Regions from separate parts of the Mus musculus genome. Here all the other regions are linked to region 6. Evidence: chromatin contacts called from public Hi-C and HiChIP or PLAC-seq data. All regions are on one chromosome and are shown on one strand. Each heading gives the region's core, a stretch centred on a gene start, on an enhancer-like site or on the middle of the called end of the contact. The rest is flanking DNA. Distances are from core to core; before and after follow the strand shown. Region 1 overlaps Babam2 (BRISC and BRCA1 A complex member 2). Region 2 overlaps Babam2 (BRISC and BRCA1 A complex member 2). Region 3 overlaps Babam2 (BRISC and BRCA1 A complex member 2). Region 4 overlaps Babam2 (BRISC and BRCA1 A complex member 2). Region 5 overlaps Babam2 (BRISC and BRCA1 A complex member 2). Region 6 holds the start of AI839979 (expressed sequence AI839979). Region 7 overlaps Babam2 (BRISC and BRCA1 A complex member 2).

What was found. HiChIP or PLAC-seq counts read pairs in DNA pulled down with a chosen protein or histone mark. Hi-C and Micro-C count contacts between places; a contact is called where the count stands out from the background.
Region 1: a Hi-C map of myocytes shows a contact between it and region 6, with 2.2 times the contacts expected there. The contact joins the enhancer-like site here to the promoter of AI839979 in region 6. A contact is called at or near these places in 2 of 15 datasets of contacts at CTCF or cohesin (the NIH/3T3 cell line and pro-B cells), 4 of 484 Hi-C or Micro-C datasets (bone marrow-derived macrophages, cortical neurons, muscle stem cells and 1 more), 4 of 115 datasets of contacts at active chromatin or transcription factors (the NIH/3T3 cell line, cardiomyocytes, fibro-adipogenic progenitors and 1 more) and 1 of 9 other capture datasets (embryonic stem cells).
Region 2: a Hi-C map of Sertoli cells shows a contact between it and region 6, with 2.5 times the contacts expected there. The contact joins the enhancer-like site here to the promoter of AI839979 in region 6. A contact is called at or near these places in 2 of 15 datasets of contacts at CTCF or cohesin (the NIH/3T3 cell line and large pre-B cells), 4 of 484 Hi-C or Micro-C datasets (Sertoli cells, brown adipocytes, forebrain and 1 more), 9 of 115 datasets of contacts at active chromatin or transcription factors (the NIH/3T3 cell line, cardiomyocytes, embryonic basal ganglia and 6 more) and 1 of 9 other capture datasets (embryonic stem cells).
Region 3: a contact with region 6 is called in an H3K27ac HiChIP or PLAC-seq map of heart atrium, with 8 times the contacts expected there. The contact joins the enhancer-like site here to the promoter of AI839979 in region 6. A contact is called at or near these places in 8 of 39 promoter capture datasets (the 3T3-L1 cell line, the C10 cell line, cranial neural crest and 4 more), 2 of 15 datasets of contacts at CTCF or cohesin (the NIH/3T3 cell line and large pre-B cells), 4 of 484 Hi-C or Micro-C datasets (the HL-1 cell line, bone marrow-derived macrophages, embryonic fibroblasts and 1 more) and 11 of 115 datasets of contacts at active chromatin or transcription factors (acute myeloid leukemia, bone marrow-derived dendritic cells, cardiomyocytes and 4 more).
Region 4: an H3K27ac HiChIP or PLAC-seq map of the NIH/3T3 cell line shows a contact between it and region 6, with 5 times the contacts expected there. The contact joins the enhancer-like site here to the promoter of AI839979 in region 6. A contact is called at or near these places in 1 of 39 promoter capture datasets (the SN4741 cell line), 1 of 15 datasets of contacts at CTCF or cohesin (the NIH/3T3 cell line), 8 of 484 Hi-C or Micro-C datasets (the HPC-5 cell line, bone marrow-derived macrophages, cortical neurons and 4 more), 6 of 115 datasets of contacts at active chromatin or transcription factors (CD8 T cells, the NIH/3T3 cell line, cardiomyocytes and 3 more) and 2 of 9 other capture datasets (adipose tissue and embryonic stem cells).
Region 5: a CTCF HiChIP or PLAC-seq map of the NIH/3T3 cell line shows a contact between it and region 6, with 8 read pairs. The contact joins the enhancer-like site here to the promoter of AI839979 in region 6. A contact is called at or near these places in 1 of 15 datasets of contacts at CTCF or cohesin (the NIH/3T3 cell line), 6 of 484 Hi-C or Micro-C datasets (3T3-L1-derived adipocytes, cortical neurons, embryonic fibroblasts and 1 more) and 6 of 115 datasets of contacts at active chromatin or transcription factors (CD8 T cells, the NIH/3T3 cell line, VIP interneurons and 3 more).
Region 7: a contact with region 6 is called in a Hi-C map of cortical neurons, with 3 times the contacts expected there. The contact joins the enhancer-like site here to the promoter of AI839979 in region 6. A contact is called at or near these places in 1 of 39 promoter capture datasets (the SN4741 cell line), 7 of 484 Hi-C or Micro-C datasets (cerebral cortex, cortical neurons, embryonic fibroblasts and 3 more) and 3 of 115 datasets of contacts at active chromatin or transcription factors (the NIH/3T3 cell line, bone marrow-derived macrophages and vascular smooth muscle cells).

What each region holds. Positions count from the first base shown.
Region 1 is chr5:31,966,792-31,969,491 of GRCm38.p6, forward strand. The region is part of intron 7 of Babam2 (BRISC and BRCA1 A complex member 2); the gene reads left to right. Among named protein-coding and RNA genes, the nearest start is that of Gm52770, 31 kb to the right of the region's middle. Within about 2 kb of position 1,325, at least 67 of the 459 cell types and tissues checked have an H3K27ac peak or open chromatin away from gene starts, as enhancers often do. A contact at or near this core is called in muscle stem cells, myocytes and pancreatic cancer cells, where this site is marked.
Region 2 is chr5:32,080,012-32,082,996 of GRCm38.p6, forward strand. The region is part of intron 11 of Babam2 (BRISC and BRCA1 A complex member 2); the gene reads left to right. Among named protein-coding and RNA genes, the nearest start is that of Gm40277, 8.9 kb to the right of the region's middle. Within about 2 kb of position 1,365, at least 38 of the 459 cell types and tissues checked have an H3K27ac peak or open chromatin away from gene starts, as enhancers often do. A contact at or near this core is called in Sertoli cells and brown adipocytes, where this site is marked.
Region 3 is chr5:32,016,523-32,019,373 of GRCm38.p6, forward strand. The region is part of intron 10 of Babam2 (BRISC and BRCA1 A complex member 2); the gene reads left to right. Among named protein-coding and RNA genes, the nearest start is that of Gm52770, 19 kb to the left of the region's middle. Within about 2 kb of position 1,404, at least 40 of the 459 cell types and tissues checked have an H3K27ac peak or open chromatin away from gene starts, as enhancers often do. A contact at or near this core is called in the HL-1 cell line, the NIH/3T3 cell line and heart atrium, where this site is marked.
Region 4 is chr5:32,054,279-32,057,133 of GRCm38.p6, forward strand. All of the region lies in intron 10 of Babam2 (BRISC and BRCA1 A complex member 2), which reads left to right. Among named protein-coding and RNA genes, the nearest start is that of Gm40277, 35 kb to the right of the region's middle. Within about 2 kb of position 1,568, at least 30 of the 459 cell types and tissues checked have an H3K27ac peak or open chromatin away from gene starts, as enhancers often do. A contact at or near this core is called in the NIH/3T3 cell line, the SN4741 cell line, embryonic fibroblasts and 1 more, where this site is marked.
Region 5 is chr5:31,983,173-31,985,872 of GRCm38.p6, forward strand. The region is part of intron 7 of Babam2 (BRISC and BRCA1 A complex member 2); the gene reads left to right. The region is part of intron 1 of Gm52770 (a long non-coding RNA gene); the gene reads right to left. Among named protein-coding and RNA genes, the nearest start is that of Gm52770, 14 kb to the right of the region's middle. Within about 2 kb of position 1,274, at least 107 of the 459 cell types and tissues checked have an H3K27ac peak or open chromatin away from gene starts, as enhancers often do. A contact at or near this core is called in 3T3-L1-derived adipocytes, CD8 T cells, the NIH/3T3 cell line and 3 more, where this site is marked.
Region 6 is chr5:31,570,039-31,572,815 of GRCm38.p6, forward strand. It overlaps AI839979 (expressed sequence AI839979), which reads right to left and starts at 1,359. Exons shown (of 3, transcript NR_102275.1): 1 at 1,146-1,359; 2 at 762-881; 3 at 1-392.
Region 7 is chr5:32,034,384-32,037,352 of GRCm38.p6, forward strand. The region is part of intron 10 of Babam2 (BRISC and BRCA1 A complex member 2); the gene reads left to right. Among named protein-coding and RNA genes, the nearest start is that of Gm52770, 37 kb to the left of the region's middle. Within about 2 kb of position 1,553, at least 115 of the 459 cell types and tissues checked have an H3K27ac peak or open chromatin away from gene starts, as enhancers often do. A contact at or near this core is called in the NIH/3T3 cell line, the SN4741 cell line, cortical neurons and 4 more, where this site is marked.

The DNA.
Region 1 (2,700 bases), core at 75-2,574, 400 kb after region 6:
GCAATGCTGGCTTTTTAATTCCACGCTTACCTAACTCAAGCCCTGTGTAAGACTACCATTGTTCTTTATCCTTTCATTGCTGTTTGACTCCACTCTTGCAACACTCCTTGACTCTGTGTACAGCTGTCACCACAGCCACCCCCACGACTACTACAGAGAGGGAGAGAACAGCAGGTGACGTTCCTTGAGTGTTTGTGTGTGCCAAGCCCTGGCTTCAGTGCCTTACACGTGGATCTTGTTTTCAGCTCCACATTGTTCCTGGGAAGTGGGTGCTGTGACCTCTCACTGAGTGGCAGAAGAGATTGAAGCACCTTTCAGACTCTAGATCTGAGGACTTGACCCTATATCAGTCTCTTCCATGAACACTTACAGATGAGATGGCTCAGAAAACAAAACTGACTCACTATTATAGGCCCAGTAAAACATGAACAACAGAAATGCTTAGTGTGCTTGAACAAGAGCTCTCTTTAGTGTCACACCATGCTGTGACAGCTACTCAGTAAGTTTGGTACTTGGAGATCCTTGAAAAGAAAACTAAAGTACAAGGATGTGTATAAAAGATAGAGATTTTTGTGAAATTTCTAGTTATCTCCAAGGGATTTTAAGTCTGGTGGCATAGGCTGTGAACCAGGTCAAACTGCTGCATTGTTCTTTATTTAGCACGAATTTCTTACCTACTGCTGACGACTGGTAATGTCTCTGATTCAGGATGTTGTTTGCTGCTGGGTTTGGTTTTGTTAAGTTTTCTCTCTTCACAAATGGAAGGAAATGTGTTTTCCCTGAATATATCGTCATTTCATGTAGAGCCTGAGAGAAGAGGCAGTGTGTGTAGGCATATCCACATGGGATTTGACAAACCTGCCCAGATGGGCAGGGGCCCAAGATTGCCCAGTGGAGCCAGGGTTGAGTAGCAACCTGTAACCCAGCACACACAGCCCTACCTTCCCAATGACCTGATTGCAGGCTGCATGCCTCTTTCTCCTGGTGAACTCTTGGTGCCTTTCCTCCGAGCACCTGGAGGCGGGCAGGTGCTTCTGGCTCTAGCTCTGCCTTTACTGGTCCTGGCTCCACTAGCCCAGAGTGTACAGAGTAGCCAAATTAGGTCCCAGGAGCCTTTAAAAATATCGTGTTTTGATATACTTGGCCAGCTCAGTTATCCACAACTGTCTACTCCTGCAGTTCAGAGATCCATTAGTGGCTAAAGTCTGGTAAGGTGGGTGTTTGTCTCCATAGCAGGAAGTCAACAGTCAGTGTTGCTCCCGTCGCCTGATCATTCCTTTCAGGTGGGGTGGGGCCTGGTGATGATTGCCATGTTTACCTCTGAGGTAATGTTTTCTGTAGTCACAGTGTTGGGTGGAGAAGGGCCTGATTACCAGTAGTAATCTGCTAGGGTTGCTGGCCTGCAAGCTGCAGGTGGGAACCCTGCCAGTACCAGAGACTTTGGACTTCTGCATGATGTTTAGAAGGCGCAGCCCAGGGACAAAGAGCCAGCCTGGACATTGCAATCATTTTCAAGTTTCTAGTCACTGAATTAGAAGCATTACCCACTGAGAGACGACCAGGGTAGCAGACATGAGGCAAGTGCTGGGGCTGTACTGCTGTCACGTGGTTTATTCATTCATCCCATGTGTCCTCACCGAGCAGCTGTCATACATTTGGTCAGCCACATAGCACTCCTGACTCCCCACAGCTCTCCTGAACATGCATTCAGAGGCATTTGGCCTGCTGTTAGAGTGTCTTGACACTGGGAAGCAGTGGTTTCAGAATCAAGTTACACCTTGCAGACTGAAATCATTTTACCTGCAGTGGAGAGTATAAGAGGGAGTCTGTTTCCCTACTATTTTTTAGATAAAATTATTTAGTAAAATAATCTCAAAATATACATCCATATGTGTGCATGTATAGTGTGTGTGTGTGTGTGTGTGTGTGTGTGTGTGTGTAGACAGACAGAGCTTAGATTACAGAGGTCTTAAAGCTGAGGCCACAGATACTTGGGGGTAATCAGACCCTCACTGTAGTATCTAAAAGACAAACTCCATAAATGTGGCACCCCTGGGCTCACAGGCACTGTGGTTTTCTGTAAGTCCATCCAGCTCTTCAGTATTTAACTTGTTGAACAAGAAAAGTGTGCAAGGCTTCCTGGGCAGGGGTGACCTCTCTGGGCCGTCTCAGTACTCTTGCACCTTCTACTAATTAGATGTATAATATCTATTATGTGCCAGAATAGAGTCCAATCTTGTAGTGAACTGCAAAGAGAACATGTTTCTATCCTTGAGCTGTTCATCGTCTAGGGAGAGAGAATACTATAATATAATAAATGGCAGCAGTTGGAAGTGTTGCTTGACCTAGGAACCCAGCACACTCAAGGACCAGGAAGAACTCTGGTAACTTTCTGGTGTACTAGGGATGGGAGTTCCCACCAAGGTGTGATGGTGGCTGAGCTGAGCAGTTAAAAAAGACCTTAGAAATTACCTTTCTAATGGTATGTTACAGTAATATTCATTGTCAAACTACATTTTATCTAGTGATAATCTTTACTTTGGCTTTTTTTAATTTTATTTTTATTTTTTTAATCCTTTTTTACAGTGCAGACTTCATCCCCCTCTCTGTCTGCCCCTCCCTGTCCCATAACCCACCCTCATCTCCATGAGGATGTCCCTACACCCACACCTCACCAGGCCTCCCCACTCCAGGGGCCTC
Region 2 (2,985 bases), core at 115-2,614, 510 kb after region 6:
TATGGCTGTTTACAAAAACTCTGAACCTCTCTGCCCAATGCTTAGACCCAGCTTGGTCCCCATGTTAACAGTTGGCAGCATTGATCATCTATTAGGTTGGTTATTATGTCAAGGGCTTACTTGGGCCATCTCATTTAAGAACCTTTTAAGGTAGCTATAGTTGTTCCCATATTATAGATGAAGAAGCCAAACTAATGTCACTTGCCCAAGGGATCCAGCTAATAAAGGCACATGAACAGGCCTGAAGCTGAGATCTCACTACTTCAGAGCCTACTCTACATGACCTGTCACCCACAGTCAGCGGCAGGCCAAGCTCTCAGCTGTGTAGAAGAGAGAGCTGCAGTCCAGAGAGGAGACTATCAGCCCTGGGTCCAGGGCAAGAGAAGGAGAGCTGCTAATAAGCACTGCGTCTCCTGCCCCGCGCCCTGCTGTACACAGAACTGACCTCATCACAGCCTGGGATCCCTTTGCTACAATTTGTTTTCTGGAGATTCTTGGACTGTGCTGGGATTTTGAAATCTCAAGCAATAGGACATCAATTAGACCTACCAAAGGGATGAGAGTATCAGAGCCTTATTCCACCCTGAAACATAATAGACTCTGAACTGTTCTGAAACTAAAACTTCTAGCATGAGTGGAGTGAGGGACTTGGCTGACTCCAGGCATCTGTCTCCTGCCACCACACCCACCCCTGGCCAGTTAATGCTAAGGCAAGGAGCCTTCCCTACCACATCACACACTTGGGAAGCTTTCTGGACACTTTGCCTTTGGTAACAGATGTAGATACCTAGTGCCGTTAGCATGCTGTGCCCTGGGCAGCTCCTCGTTTTCTCTGATAAAAACTAAATAATTGAAAGCAGGGCTCTAAAACCATCTATAAATGGGTGGGCGCCAGTTGTCATTTTCCCCCTCCTGTGCCTGCTTCCCCTCCCTTAACTGACTTAATGAGGAGCCAAGCTGAGAAGCGATCTCTGCAAACAGCTGGTAGCACCATGCCTTTAAATAGCCCTCGCCACACTTCCCTCGTGGAGGCACAGTTTGCCCTGGCAGGAAAAGCCCAGGAAACACAGGAAACTTTCTGCAAATTTTCCGCAAAGGAAGAGCCTGCCTGCCTATCAGTCATGCTCCCTGTTGCCAAGACCCTTTGTATAAGGGCCTTGCAGCCCCTTCCCCACAAGTGTTCCCAGGAAACACTGAACTAAGGGCTATAGCTCCAGACCCTATGAGACTCTGGTCCTGGGAGGGATGACAGGGGACCACTCGAACTATGGCTGCCAGGCTCAGGCTAATGCCTGGAGCCAATCCTTGCAGCCTTCACCGTCTATTTAACCAGGAATGTTGGGATCCTGCTGTATGTAACCTAGAAACAGCCAGAGTGACCCTGACTACAGTGACCTTGAAGTAAGGGCTACAGGCACTGACAGCAGCCTACCCACTCTGATCCTCAGATTAAGGGAGTCAGCTTTCCCCAGCTACACATCTAGACTGTTGGGAAAATAGAAGCCACTGGAATATGTGGCTTGCAGCCACAGTTGCCACACTCTGTCCTTTGTGAACCTCACCTTGGGGCTTCTCTTGGTTCGTCCAGCTGTGTTCCAGGTCAGGACACAGTCTCATCAGCTCTTTCTTATGTATGAAGAGTGTTTGGTCTGGTGCACCTGTGCACAAGTGCTTTAAAGTCAAGGTGACAGTGATGTAGGCACTGTGGGGCTGTGTCGGTCAGGAATGGATGAAAGATACTAAATCTATCTGTCTTTCTCTCTTTTCTCTGGCACAGTTTAAAATTTAATAACGGCTAGTTTCCTCTGTCACTACCTAAACACTACATTTACTGGTAGAGTATTATTCTCTCACCCACATACTTTAATAGTTAGAAATGCACAGGTTTAAACTAACCCTGCCAACAAGTGGCTACCATGAGCTATGTTCATTGAAGCCACTGTGGACTGCATGTTGAACCAGGGCTAAGCCAGTAAGCCCCATTTTACAGGGGCCATCAATGTGACCTGTCAGGGAGGATATGTGAATATTCAAATGTCCTGGAAGCACAGGGACTGACTATGGGCAGACGAGAATCCTCTGATGGCTTAGCAGTGTGGAAAGCATTCCATCTAACCTAAATGGAAGTGAAGGTGAGAATGGTGCTGCTAGAAAGAGGATGTAGTCACGTGCTGGAGGAGAGGCAGAAACACAGGCTTGGGGCTCATACACTAACTATGGGTGGGCTTAGAGGAGTCTGTAGCATAAGATGTATGTACTAGGAATGGAAGCTCTGCTTGCACTTTTTCTGAGAGTGTCCTTTGTTTACTTCTCAAAGGAATGCATACCTCAAAAATATTAAAGAATATATTTGTTTAAAAAACAAAACAAACAAAGTGAGTGGAAGGCAGATAGTGAGAACCATCCTGGGAGTCAGGAAGAGCGTTGGAGGAACACTAAGATCCTGGTCAGGTCTTGGAGACAGAGACAGTCAACAGAAAGGCATGGCTGGCTTGTGTCCTCAGGGAAGCAGGCTTCTGCGAGGATTTTGTTGAAGGGTAGCAAAATTAGAACAGGAATGTCACCAAGAACAAAGAAGAGGAGACTCTTGGCGGTGGATTACCAGCAAGGATCTAGGGAGACTTGGAAGCTAAAGGCTCTGTTAGAGAAGTGCACATTGGCCAGAGTGTCTTCTAGGTCAGAATGTTCTGCAGGTGGTTGGGACTGTGGGACTGGAATTCTGGGAGGGGAAAGAGGGTGGGAACCGGACTGGAGAGTACTGAAAGTGATGCAAGCCTTCAGACAACCATGAACTTGACCGTGTTCTGCATGAGTAGAGTGGAGAGCAGGGAGAGACAAGCTCCAAGAAAAGTTGTATCTGGGAGAGAGAGGGGCAGTAGAGCTAACAGTAGAGCTAAGATACTTAAAGTCACAGAATTGTGATGGAGAGATGAAGAAAGGGGGAGGGGAGAGAGAGAAAGAGAGAGAAAGAGAAAGCATTTCCAG
Region 3 (2,851 bases), core at 154-2,653, 450 kb after region 6:
TCCCTATCTATGACTTAAGAATTCTTTATAAACTTGGCTGGGATCCATTTGTCAGTAACGTGTTCTATAAACTTTAACAGAGCCATTTGTTATTTGTTTGTTTGTTTAACTGCATCTTTCCAAAAACTACATTTACAATTTTTATGAGGTCTCTTTTTATCACTTCTTAATTTTATAGAACATTTTTTTGCATCCTGCTTAATTAAGTCACCTAATCCAATTCAAATTTTCCTAAATTAAATTAATTTTTTTGAGATGGTATCACTGGAAGTCCAGACTTCTCCTCGACAAGCTTTGAGCAGCAGTAGCAGCATGGTAGGCAGAGAGCCCACCCTAATTAAGTTGTTTCCTTGTAGAAAGTTCATAGTTTTAATTCATGAATACAGGTCTGTATTCTGCCTCAACTTTATGTATGGTGTGAAGTGAGGGACATGATTTGTATATATTTTTTTTTAATTTTCATTCTAGAAACATTGATCAAAAAGACCCAATTTCCCCCACTGAATTGCTTTAGTATCTTTGTAAAAATATTAGTGGACCATGTGAGTTTCAGGTCAGCCTGGGCTACATAGTGAGTTCCAGATTAGCATATTCTAAATACCATGAGCTTTCAGAGAAGGCAGTTATTTTTGCTTTTATGTTGAGCTTTAGTTGATTCCTTAGGATTTTTAGATACATGATCATATTATCAAGAAATGGAGAGCTGGGAATATCAGTCAGAGTGTCTGCCTACTATGAATGAGGGCCCGAGTTCAAATCCAGCACTGAGATAGATGGAGAGACGCTGTCTTACTTCTTCCTTGCTCTATGCCTCCTTTTCTTCCTCCTTCCTTGCCTTCCCCCACCCCTCCCTTTCTTCCTTCTTCCCTGTGGCCTCCAGGTAGACCTGCGAAGGTGTCTACTCATTGCACAGTCATTTGACCTTCTTGTGCTTCAGGCATTTTTAAGCCATGGGGATGCCAGGATGCTTGGGATCTTCTCTGAAATGGCTCACATTCTTGGGGCAAATGAACATATAAACCATACAGACATGATAGTGCATACCTGTAATGCCCACACTTGGGAGGCTCAGGGGCTAGGATCACAAGTGTACAATGAGACTCAGTCTCAAAAGCCAAACAAACACAACTTAACAATGAAACATTCTTTAAAGTATAATGCTAGGTATCCACCAGCTATCATGGGAACACGGGGTAGGACACCCAACTTACTAAAGCAGGAGGGCTGGAAGAGCACTTTAGGCAGACAGATTAGCACAAGCAAAGATCCTGAGAGAAGAAATGGTCAAGTGTTTGTGAAGAACTGCAAATGACTCCAATTTCTCAAGTGTCTGGTGGATCCCGGGGAGTGGTGAGAGATTCCATTGGAAAGGTCACCAGAGGCCAGAACACAGACAGTTCTGCATACCAGGCTGATAATGCTTGACCTTATCCCAAGGATAGGAAGAAAGAGGGCTGGGTAGGAAAGCAAGCAGAGTATGTTTGCTTTTTACAGTTACATTCCTCTGGTATTGTAGAAGACGGTTTGGAATGGAATGGCACACACATGGGAAGATAGTCCTGGCAAACAATAATTGAATCTAACCAGAGCTGTCTTTACTAGAGGGTGAAAGGGGAGAGACTAGTTAAAGAAATCTTTTAATAGTAAAGCTTTTTTTTTTTTTTCATTTTTTGAGACAGGGTTTCTCTGTGTAGCCCTGGCTGTCCTGGAACTCACTCTGTAGACCAGGCTGGCCTCGAACTCAGAAATCCACCTGCCTCTGCCTCCCAAGTCTTGGCTGTGTGTACAAAAGTATAAAGATGTTTCTGGGCTGGGAAAATGACTCAGCTGATAAAGTGAGGGTTGTGCAAACACAAAGACCTTAGTTTGGATCTCTAGCACCTATATAAAAGGCTGAGTGTGGTCAAATATGTCAGTGACCCTAGTGGGGCTGGGGGAGGGGTGAACCAGGCCGATCCCCTGAAGCTCAGGGCCAACCAGTTTAGCCAGTTGGTGAGCTCTAGGTTCAGCAAGAGATCTTGTCTCAAAAGATGACTGGGATGATTGAGGAAGGCATTTGACGATGATGCTATCTGGCCTCCACACACATGTGGAGGTCAACACACAAAGAATGGAGGTTTCCAGGATTCTTCTGTAGGCATCTGAACAGCAGAAGCCACCAGTTAAAGCAAGGTTTTATTCAGAGGAATAAACTGGAGATGCTGAGGCCAGTACTTAGGAGCCTGTAGGCAACCAGATGAATGCATGGGCCAACAGTGCATGGAACTCACATGGAACAGTGTCCATTCCAAGCCAGAAACCCCTGGTCTTCCCCAGTCCAGATGGCTCTGGACTATTTGCCCTGATATACAGGTTTCTCTGTCCTCTGGCTTCATATCAATGAGAACTGGTTTGGAACTCACAAAGCAGTGTTGCATGCTTTTTCTCACAAAGAGGTGATCTGAATTCTTGACATGCTCTAACTTAGGATGTACTAAAAGAGCTTTTAGAAGAGACTTCTAGACTAAGAATGACCTTTGGTTAAAAATTTGCCTTTGTCCTCTGATGGAAGGGAAGTAATGGGGATGTCAAAACACAGTTCATGTCACATGTGACAAATACAGCTTGATTTCACCTCCATGAGTTGTCAAATTCATAGACATAGAAAATCAGACAGGTTGCTAGGATCTGGGCCATCAGGAAGCTTTGTTTATAATAGGGGTTAAAGTGATGAAAAACGTTCTGGAGATGAATGGTGATTATGGTTGTGCTCCTATGTAAGCGCACTCCATGCCACTAGCGAAGATCTGAATCTCAGTATACTTTACCATAACTTCAAAAAGTTGAAAAGATTAAAAAACTCAGCTTGAAA
Region 4 (2,855 bases), core at 318-2,817, 480 kb after region 6:
ACTGACTATTAGATAGAATACAGCTTACCTGAGCAAGGTATCTATAGCTTTAAACATTTATGTTCTCTGCATGAACTACCATATAGACAACTTTTATCTCTGAAATCCTTTGACAATTCCTGTTCTTCCAGTAATCCAGTTGTGATACAGGAAGTGTTTTGATTTGAACATTGGCTATAAGGACATGCTGTTCTCTGGAGACAAAAAAGGATCATGTAATGAATGCTTTGGGGGATTATGATATACATCAGTATAGAGCTTGCTGATATTTAAGTAAAAACAAAAATCATGTCTTACTTGAGTGGGTAAATAGATATTTCTGGTTTTTAATGTTTCTAATACTAATTGGCATTTGAGTCAAAGAAAATAGTTCAAAACTAGGAAATAATATATTTCTAAACATATCAAATACTAATACCAGCAACTCACTTCTGCAAAACAAAATCGTGGGAAAAAAGATTAGAAGGCATTCCAGCCAGATGCAGGAGTGTATACCTATGTCCCAGATACTCTGGAGTCAGAGGCCAAAGGATCTCATGAGCCCAGGAGTTTGGCACCAGCCAGAGCACTAAACCAAGACCTGTATAAAAGTTTCTTTTTTCAGGGGACTGGGAGAATGGCTCAGTCCATAAAGTACTAGCAAGAAGCCCTGAGTTCGATCCCTATTAAAAGCTCTGCGTTGTGACCTGTGCTTGTGATCCCAGCTGAAAGGGCCGATGCACGGGATGCTCAGGCGTAGGCCAGCTGGCCTCGTCCAACTGTGAGCTTCAGGCCACTGGAGAGATCCTTTCTCAAAAAGGTGGATGCCATTCCTTAGAATGACATCTTCCTTTGACCACCACAAGCACAAGCACTGACACATGTACTTACATCCACATATACTCACACACACTTACACACTCACACACTCACGCACACACACTCACGCACTCACGCACACACACTTCTTTTTTTTTTTTTTTTTTTTTTTAGAAAAATGTAGTCTAAAGTCCCCAAAGCCAGTAGCTTGAAAGCCACATAGCCTGTAGTCATAGCTACATTACTTTTGATAGTGAGTGATGGCTGTTTATAAATGATTGCATTGAATTCTTTTATTTAAAATTACTCTTTTTTCATAGGTAAACTAGCATGTTAAATACTTTTCTATTATTAATGATCGGTTTGGAGGTTAATCTGAATGTTGTTTCCTATTTGGAAACTCGGGTGTTACTCAGCAGTTGCAATTGAAGTTGAGGAAAAGTGTACAATGAACAGGCATTTGTTCCTAAAAACTTATCAGAGGGAATTAAATGAGCATCAGAAAGGACGTAACAGGGTTAGAAATCAGTGTTTGTTCCGAGTAGCCAAGGATGTTACAGACCAAGCCTGCTATAGGGAAGGACCTACAAGGATTTTCTAAATTGAGGTATTTGTCATTTGGATTGGTGTTTTCATACTTTTGTTGTTCTGTGTTATACAATCTCTGTTTCATAAAAATAGCCATGTATGGAGGCTATCATACTGTGGCACTGAGAAATGTGACTAAAAAGTGGTCATTCTCAGTCCTGCCCCTTTTTGTTGGTAGTGGTGTGAGTCACCAGTAGAAACCCCCTGTGCCACTGAGTCAGACATCGTCAGAGTCGGGTACACTCAGAAGTCTGAGAGGCTCTACCAACAACACAGGTTTTTGCTGGTTGGTTGGTTGGTTTTGGTTTTGGGGGGGCAGTGAGTTATTGTTGGGAGATTTCTTTAAAAAAACAAAAACAAAAACCATGAAGCTAACTTTTCCTTTGAGAAGTCACATCTAGGGAAAGCGCTAGGATCAGCAGTATGCACCGAAGGAGGGAGGGAGGGAGGGGGAGAGGAGGGGAGAGGAGGGGAGAGAAGGGGAGAGGAGGGGAGGGGTAGGACTGCACTCCACAGCATCCTTACATGTTGCTTTAATATGTATCTGTTTGTGCAGCTAACATTTCCATCCTTGTTCATGCTTTACAGTGGAGGCTCTGGCTTACTGACTGAGTTGTAATTGCAACACAATTTTAAGCAGGTTATTGGAGAGTATTCTGCAGTGTCACACAGTAGGAGCCAAAGATTCCAATCCTGGCTTTAGATTTTGTCCCCTGCTGCTGCCCAGTCTATGAGAAAGTTGACAAAGTCCACGAACTTTCTAGTTTACTCAGCTGTTAAACACACAGTTTCAAAATAATGTCCCTTTCTTGAAGTTTTAATTAACAAAGCATCTAAAATGAACTCTGCAAAGCTAGAAAATCTATACACATCATTACTGCATTTGTTAATGTGCCTATTCTCTGTCCTGGAAATGGGTAACATTTACACAAACTTTGTCTACCTCAGAGAATGTTGAAACAGTTTCTGGGGATGCTTTGCCTCCACTAAAACTAACAAGAGATTTTATTTTAAAAACTTGACTTAACCCCCAAATGAAATGCTAAAGCAACACTACATATTAGCAGGGGGCTTGGGCTCAGCTCTGATGGGCAGCAGCAGAGTCTCTGTTCAGATTTGCCCCTGTTGCGGCCCACTAAGGAGCTCCCTCTGATTTACAAGATATAAATATATGTGGTAACATATGTGGGAAAAAAAGGAAAGTGCTGAGTATGGAGATTTCACGACTTGATTGGAAGCAGAATGATAATTTTATTTTTCTGGAAGTCTAGTTGGTGCATCCTATCAAAGCCCTCTTTGTCCCTTTTCCAAGTTTGTTCTTGAAAACCATCTTTCATCCTGCTCCCCCATCAGATTGTAGGTGAGGAAGACACAGTCCCGCCCTTGAAAAGCGTATGGCATAATGGAAACTTAACACAGTTACATGGCTAGCTCTGCAATGGCAATGGGCAAGGCCAGGGCCCAGGAGG
Region 5 (2,700 bases), core at 24-2,523, 410 kb after region 6:
ATTGCCCATGTTAGTCACAAAGATCAAATCACTGCACGTGCTCCGCCTCTAAGTGCTGTTTTCCATGCTGATGAGCACGAGCCAGCTGTCATTAAACATCAGCCCTAGCACAGTATCCTAAAGATATCAAATGTGACTTCTCAACGTCCCAGTTGGGATTGTGGCATCTTACGTTAGTGCCCGGATGCTTTACTTGTTGGGCACATGTTTTTAGTTAGCTGGCAAAACGTCAGTTGATACAGGCCCATCTGTGTTAACTACAGATTCTCACATGTTGTAAGGGTCCCAGAGCCAGACCTGCACTGCTGCTAGCAACATAGATGGAGCCATTTTGGGTTAGCTTGGTTTCCTAACAGAGCCTAAAGAACCCAGAAACTTGTTCATACTCGCTAGGTAAGTATCTTCCCACTGATCTGGGTCCCCAGCAGTGTCTAAAATGTTTGCAAGCAAATTGCTTCTTTGGTTTATTGGATTTAAGACTTTCACTTCTAATGCATGATGTTTCTCTCGGGACAGGTTAGAAGAAAGTGGGAATCTAGCTTAGTGGTAGACTGTCTACTTAGTACAAGTGATAGTTTGTTAAATAAAAACATGAACCAATGAGTTTAGGCACTGGCATCAATAAGTAAGTAAAAAAAGAACCATGCCTAAGGATGTCAGGACACTGCATGGGCCTCTGTGGATAGCCCAGAGCTCCAGAAACTTAGGAGATTTGACTGGAATGTCATAGGGAAACAAACAGTCCCATGCTAAGTACAAGTTAACAGGAAGACCAACATTTTGTTGCTTCATTTTCCTATAAAGTTCTGGGTTGCTGAGTAAAGCAGAATTCCAATGCTTTGACACACCACCACATTGTTAAGATAGGCAGGATTTGATTATGGGAGAACAAGCCCCCAAAATGGTCATTACACACACACACACACACACACCCTAAGGTCTCCCTTGCTTCCTTCTCAAGGCAATGTGTGGTTGCAATTCCTCCATTTGATGTGGTTCATCCCTCGGTGCCAAACAGGGTAATGTGGGAAAATGATGACACAGCAAAAAATGAGGGTGGCAGTGACCTGCTTAGTAACAAGAGAAATAAAACAGATCTTAGAAATTGAGGCCAAAAATACCTGCTTCTCCACACAATAAGGAGAAAGAAACACAGAGTTTTTCTGTCATAGGAAACGACTAGGCTCTGCCAGCAGCTGGCACCTTATAGACCAAGCAAGGGCAAGCCAGGAAAGCCACAGGCTGGTTGGGGTAGGTGAAAAGGCAGCTGCCTGAGAAAGGGTGTGGGTTCTGTAGATCAAGGGTGTGGAGCGCCAGGGAAGAGAGAAGGGAAGCCAAGGCTGCCTTCCGGCCTAGGCACGGAACATGCTTGCAACATTTTATCATTTCAACACCATGCAGGAGGTGAGGCCTAAAAAAGCGTCACAGTTTAAAAGAAGCAAAAGATGTCCACGCAGGAGTGGGTTCTATTTATTTACAACTTTACGGCTGGACAGCTTTTCTACTGTGTGGTTTGTGACTACCCAAAGTGAAATTTTTTGAGTTTCAAAATTATCTCTTTTTGCACTGAGAAAAGAGCATATATGATTCATCTTAATATTGCCGAGGATCAGTCAGCAGCTAACAGCTAGTATTTTGGGTGGGAGGCAGGCTTCTGTAGGCAGCTTTTTCACCTAACATAGATGTAAAAAACACCAGAATATGCCTCAAGCTTCGTTCGGAATCATATAAATAGCTCGCTCTTGCACAGTTACAATCTAATGCGATCGTAAGAACTCCCACGGTTCATGAAGTGCCTGATGTGCCCCTCACCCAATGCCTAAAGAAGTCGATAGAGGAATGACACTAACTACCCCAGTGGGGTACCAAAGACACCTGACAAAGGGGCCTGCTTTTGTTTCTGCTAACATCCTCATCTTAGGCTTTTGCCTGTGTTTCCTCCTGGATGTTTCTGTTTTGGTTTTTTTTTTTTTTTTTCCAGCCTCTGTAAAACCCTCAAGTCATTCTGAGTCAAGAGACAAGCTATAGGCACTGGGCAGATCCAGCCAGTGGCTGGTAACGTGTGGCCCACCAGCTCTGAATAATCTTTGCATTTTTCTGGTTAGAAAAGCATTTAAAGAATGATGTTTCATAACTTGTAAAAACTGTATGGAATTCAATTTTCTGTAGTCATAAAGTTGCGTTGGTGCATGGCCATGCACATTCATTTACACATCTTCTAAAGCAGCAAGAGCAATATTTATTAACTGACTGTACCAAAAATGTTTACTAACCCCAACACCCTTAAAAATCTTCCTTTCCATAGTAACTATTTGAGGAAAAGAATACAGACATTTATAGACTTTGAATGTTTATTTGGGAAGTTCAACATTGTCATTTGACACAGGTAGAGTGTCCTCTATCTGAAATGTTTGGGACTAGAGTGTTTCAGGTTTGTTTTTCAAATTTTAGAATATTTCCATATGCATAAAGGTCTATATTTGAGATAGGATGCAAGTCTAACAGGAAATTTATTTATATTTCATATGTACCATATACACAGAGCCTGAAATTAATCTCATATAATAGTTTTAATGTACCTATGGGTTTGTGTCTGTGTGATGTGTTTGTGTGTGTATGTGCGTGTGTGCTTACATATACACTTATGTGTATGTATGATTTATGCATGATAAGAGACCAGGAGAGAAAGTCTGCCTTAAT
Region 6 (2,777 bases), core at 109-2,608:
ACATGAAGACCAAGCTACATATCTGTTCCATATGTGCAAGGAGGCCTAGGTCCAGCCTGTGTATGCTCTTTGGTTGATGGTTCAGTTTCTGGGAGCCCCTAGTGGTCCAGGTTAGTTGACTTTGTTGGTCTTCTTGTAGAGTTCCTATTTCCTTCAGGGCCTGCAATCCTTCCCACAACTCTTCCACAAGAGTCCCCAAGCTCCATTTAATGTTTGACTGTGGGACTCAGCATCTGTTTCAGTCAGCTGCTGGGTAGCTGTCAGAGGAGTTATGCTAGGCTCCTGTCTACAAGCACAACAGGCTCCATATCCTCACTGCTAGGAGTCTCAGCTAAAGTCACCCCCATGGACTGGGATGGGTGAGACTCCCGGGAGCTTTACCATTTTGTCTGCTGTGAGAGAGAAGTCAGGAAAAACAAAAACAGAGCCTACTTAATTGAGTTCGGAACTTAAATCTGCCAGAACCCAATGCAGTGGGTGCCCTCACTGCCAGATGGCCAGCAGGTCCTTGGGAGTAAACCAGAAGACAGTTTTAAGAGGCTGTTGTTTCCCTAAGGACATAGCTTATAATCTGCCTGTGCTTGAAGTACTTGCACATACAGAGACTTCTTCTTTTTAAGCACATATTGATTAAATATAATGAGGCATACTGAGGTTGAGAGGAGAGATCAGGGAGGGAGGCGTCCATGCATACCCAGGGCTTTGAACAAGGGCTCCCCGACTCAAGGAAGTGCACAAACCCAAAATTACCAGGAACCTACCTGTGAGTTTGTTGTGGACAGTTTCTGGGATTCTGTGTAGCCTTTATCAGCATCTCTAAAGGGTCATTGTCCAAATATAGTTAAACAGACTTCGGACACGGAAGCGTTGGACTCCCATTCCTAGGCACAATGGCACAGTTTATAGCAGGTCCCTGTCAACCTCACTCCATCACCCCCTCAAATCCTTGCCTAGAAATCTATTCCAGCTAGCCTCCTTTTGCCCTACCAGGGGGAGGGGAAATCCGAAAGCTTATTTTTAGGCAGGCCCTGCCAAGACTCCCCGCAGTGGCTGGACTGCTGCTGGGCCTGAGGGGTGCCCGCGCCCCAGGAGGACAAGCAGTGTGCGGGAGGGGCCTGCGGGCACGAGCGGATGTCACAGCTTACCTCAGAGCCTGAATTAGAAGCCTGAAAAAAAAAATCACAGCAGGAAATAATGTGGTGCCCAAAATAGAAACATCAACCGGGAGAGAGGCCGGGAGTAGGTGGCGTTTGAGGCTCCTGCAGCGTCCTCCCCAGAGGCCTCCTGACAACCGGCAAGCGGGTTGGCATGAGATTGCAACCCAGCCCAAGAGGCCACAAAGGCACCGGCTGGATGTTTCAGCAAGGGAGAAGGAATGGGCAGTAAAGTGGAGAATCAGGACCGCCTCCTCTTCCCTCCCTCTCGACTTTCTCCTTCCTTCTCCAAAGTCTTACCGCCACCGCTGACCCCTTCCTCTTTTTCGGCATCATCCCTCAACCTTCTCCCCACACAATGACTTCTGCTTTTTTCCTCACTCTCTAGTGCCCCTTCTTCTCTGATACTGCCCCCACCCCGCTTCCTCCTTTCCCTCCCCACACCAAGCCCTTCATTTCTCCTGGGTGGTCTCTGCCCCAACCCGCCGCCCCCCAGCCTCCCGGTGCTTTTGGGTGCCTTCCTAGGTAACTAGTGGGAGCTCAGTCTAGCAGCAGCTAACTGAAGGTCAGCCTCCTGTGCCTGACTGCAGCCTGGCTGCACTGATCTCCCCTTCACCCCACACTCAGCACCCTCCACGCCTCTTTAGAGAAAAGGAGGCCCTGGAGTCTAAGGAAGATGGCAGGGTCAGGACTCCTTCCTCTGGGGCCTCTGGAGGGCTTGAGAGGAAGCAGAAACTTTGCAGGCAATCTTGGACTGTCTCTCCCTTCACAGCTGAGTTCCTGGTAGATTGCATGGTTTGCCAAATTTCCGTGTTTCTCATGCTGGCATGTGCCATTGGGCAAGGTATAAAGTCGGTGAGAACCAGACTTAAGGTCTCTCTGATGCTCCCCTTAACCTTCACCAACCCCGAGTGGGGAAACATCTGTGATCTCCTTTACAGTGGGAACTCAGATGCAGCAGGTGAGCTGGAGGATGGGGGACACTGGAGGATGGGGGACACTGGAGGATGGGGACACTGGAGGATGGGGGACACTGAGGATGTCTTTAATCTTAGCACTAGGTAGAGGCAGATGATCTCTAGGAGTTAAGAGTCCATCCTGGTCTACATGGTGAGTTCCAGGCTAGCCAAGGCTACATAGTGAGACCCTGTCTTTAAAAACAAAGGAAAGAAAAGTCGGAGTAGTAGGCATGCTGCATGTTTGTAAGAGTAGAAGGGCTGGGATCGAGGCACAGGGAGTGCAGCCCCTCTACTGACCTTGAACTTGGACCAAGTTCATTGACTTGGTATTTCCATACCCGGTTTTCTTCGTAACAAGATTTGTTTTTTATTATTTCTTTTCTGAATGTAAGCATGAGACATTCCATTACATATGTTGGGTAATTTCAATTATTAAAAATTCCCTAGGTGGGGCTGGAGAGATGGCTCAGCAGTTAAGAGCACTAACTGTTCTTCCAGAGATCCTGAGTTCAATTCCCAGCAACCACATATGTTCACAACCACCTTTAATGAGATCTGATGACCTCTTCTGATATGTTGGAAGCCAGCAACAGTGTGCTCATATACATTTTAAAAGGAAAGAAGAAAAAAAAAAGAAGAGAAAAGAGAAGAATCCCCAAAGCAA
Region 7 (2,969 bases), core at 303-2,802, 460 kb after region 6:
GTGGCCCCTGGAACATAGTACACAGGCCCTCCTAGGACTTGAGGCTAAGGCTGATTAGTAAAGTCCTCACTAGGCCCAACAGGAAGCAGTACTAGGCCCAACATGATGGCAGGGGGCAGCCCCTCAAAAGGATGAGGAACAGGATTCAGGTGATCCAGCTGACCTATTTAATATAAATCAAGGAGTCAGGAAGGACTGGAGTGACTCAGCCTCTGCCTGGCTGGAGCCGTCAATGGGCTTTGTAGCCTATTTCCTGGGGACGTTTTCAGCTAAATCAATGATTTCATCATTCTATCCCTAAGCACCCTCAGCAGCTAGTTGCGACTGTTCACGTGACTGTCTGGGTGAGGCCAAGAGGTCTGACCTCTGACAGGAGAAGCTGGGACAGTGGTGGCAAGTGTTAGGCTTGGTGGTAGTAGGAAGTTTGTTCCTTTCCAGTCTCCCCAAGTAAGCCAGAGTGTGAGTGAGTGGCACTTTGGTATCTGAGCAGCTTTGCCTCACTCGTGAAGAGAGGAGCTCCATGGAGACAGCCGCTTCCTGCCCCTGGTTGAATTCATTGTACAGGCTGGGGTAGGAAGACAGCGAGTTGGCAATGGAAGTCTCACCAGGCAATCTGAAGACCAGAGGTCAGGCCTGAGCGTCAGAAAGTAGCCAAGTGGACAGGTAGAGTGCCAAGGCTTAGTGTATGTCTCTAGGATCCAAAGATGAACATTTAATGCATACAAACTTATTGGCGCAGCTATGCCTTTTATCAAAAAAGTCATACATTTACAGTCCAGAATTGTTAAGAAAATAGAATTATCAAGAGATGTCTTTCCATAGTCAATATGTTCTCCTTACTAAGAGAAACGTCTTTAGCCTAAAATATTAAAATTCTAGCTCTCATATGCTGGTAGGAATAGCTTTACTTATTTGACTGACTGACTGATTGATTGATTAGCAGGATTTCTAGTCCAGGGTGGCCTCAAACTCATTAGGTAGCCTAGGACGACCTTGGACTTTTGATCTTACAACCACACCCAAGTTTATGCAGTGCTGGGCATGGAACCCTGGGTCTTATAAATGCTAGGCAAACCTTCTGAAAAACTGAAAAACATCTCAAGCCCAGGGATAGCTTCCAGTGAATTCCTTCCCCACAAGCTCTATTTACAATCCTGAACATCTCAAGCATTGGGTACATTATGTTTTTTTTTTTTTCCTAAAAAAAAAAAAATGTTCCCTGAAACCTTCTTCCCTTCTCCTTTCCCCAGTTCACCAAATTCTTATCTGAAGCTTGAGGGAGAAGAAAATGGGGGCTAATATGACAACAAGATTTGTACCTTCACAAGTAAATATCACAACTGAGCTGGGTAACTACTTGTGGAAGCTTGTTAGGTCACAGTGACTCACTTGCGTAGATGAGGTTATTTTTAGAGCTGTAATTTGTACTGTTTAGAAAAGAAGAAAGAGATGGTAAAAGGCTAGATAGCTCATTATAGTTTACAGAGCTCATGAACCCAGCATCCATGCAAAAGATGACTAAGCAAGGGGTCGGGTGGTACTTTCTCTCAGAATTTCACAGACGTGAGTCATCCACTTCAGCCTGCAGACACAGCATCAGGTACCTGTGACTCAGCTCCCATTTAGACAGAGCACTAGAATTCAATTCTGATACGCTTTTGTAGCTAAGTAGTGAGGAAATTACATAGCAAAGCAAAATAGGCCTTTGTACCAGGCAGCCATCCAATGTTTAAGCAAGGACTGATTGATCTTCGTCTCTGGTCTTTCAAAGAATCTGTTTATGATCCATGCTAGGTGATGTCTTTTCATTCTGCTGCGTCACACTGCAGTGCATCTCACCACACTGGCTCTTCTGACCCAAGTATTCAGTCTCACAGCTTCTCCACTCCCATGTCCAGCCAGCACGTCCTAAAACCAGGAGTGTGTGTGTGTGTATGTGTGTGTGTGTGTGTGTGTGTGTGTGTGTGTGTGTGTGTGTAAATCTTTAGCCTACAATATTAGCATATTAGTTCTCATGAGCTGCAAAAAAACAAAACAAAACAAAACTTCCAAAGGCTTTCCATTCCACGTTTACCTATGGTCAGAGTTATAAGAATATAATAATATTTTCTTCAAGTGTTTTTCTTTCTTTTTAAAAAATAAGTTCCCTTGTGCCCCAGGCTGCCTTTAAACTTACTCTATAACCAAACTTGAAGTCCTGATCCTTTTGTCTTTCCCTCTGAGTTCTGGTATGATCAGCACATGCCACTACCCCTGGCTTTAAAATGTTTTTTTCATGCTTAAAAAATTATACAACTACTCATGCACATAAGATTTCTCTGTAGATGAGCAGCCTGGTCAGTGCAAGTGTACATTCATCCAACAGGCTTTCTCTCTCTTCTCAGATGCTGAGCTCTGCTAGCCCAATTGTCATCAAGGCATAGCCTCACACACTTAGCTCCTGTTGTCACTTAATTACACAGTTTATTTAGAGTTAAGTCCTTAGAGTGTAACCTGTCTGTTTATATGTACAGAAAGTGGTCCCTTTCAGTTTGCAGACCTATTATTGGATTGTTTATAGCCAACAATAAATGTAACTATACTTATCAATGAAACATCAACAATGATTGCAAAAAGTAAGTACTTCAGAAAGAGACAGGATGTTTTCTCCCCTTTGCCTGCCTGTCCCAAGCCACTTGCAGCCATTTCTGACACTTGGCAGCTGCCTCTTTTACCATCTGTCGTCTTTGCTCCAAACCTGCTGTGTCAGTAGTACTGTTACCAGGAACAGCAGAACATGCACAGGCTAATGTCCTATTGTCACGGAAAGCCCTATGTATATTTAAGTCAACTCAGCAAACATTGAAATGTATGCTGTGAACCTAACCCTGGAGTAGGCCTGGAGGTGCAGAAGAGGTGAGGTGCACACATTTGTCCAGGGGTGGGAGAGTCAGACATGTAAATGTACAGATGCACATGTAGACTGCTGG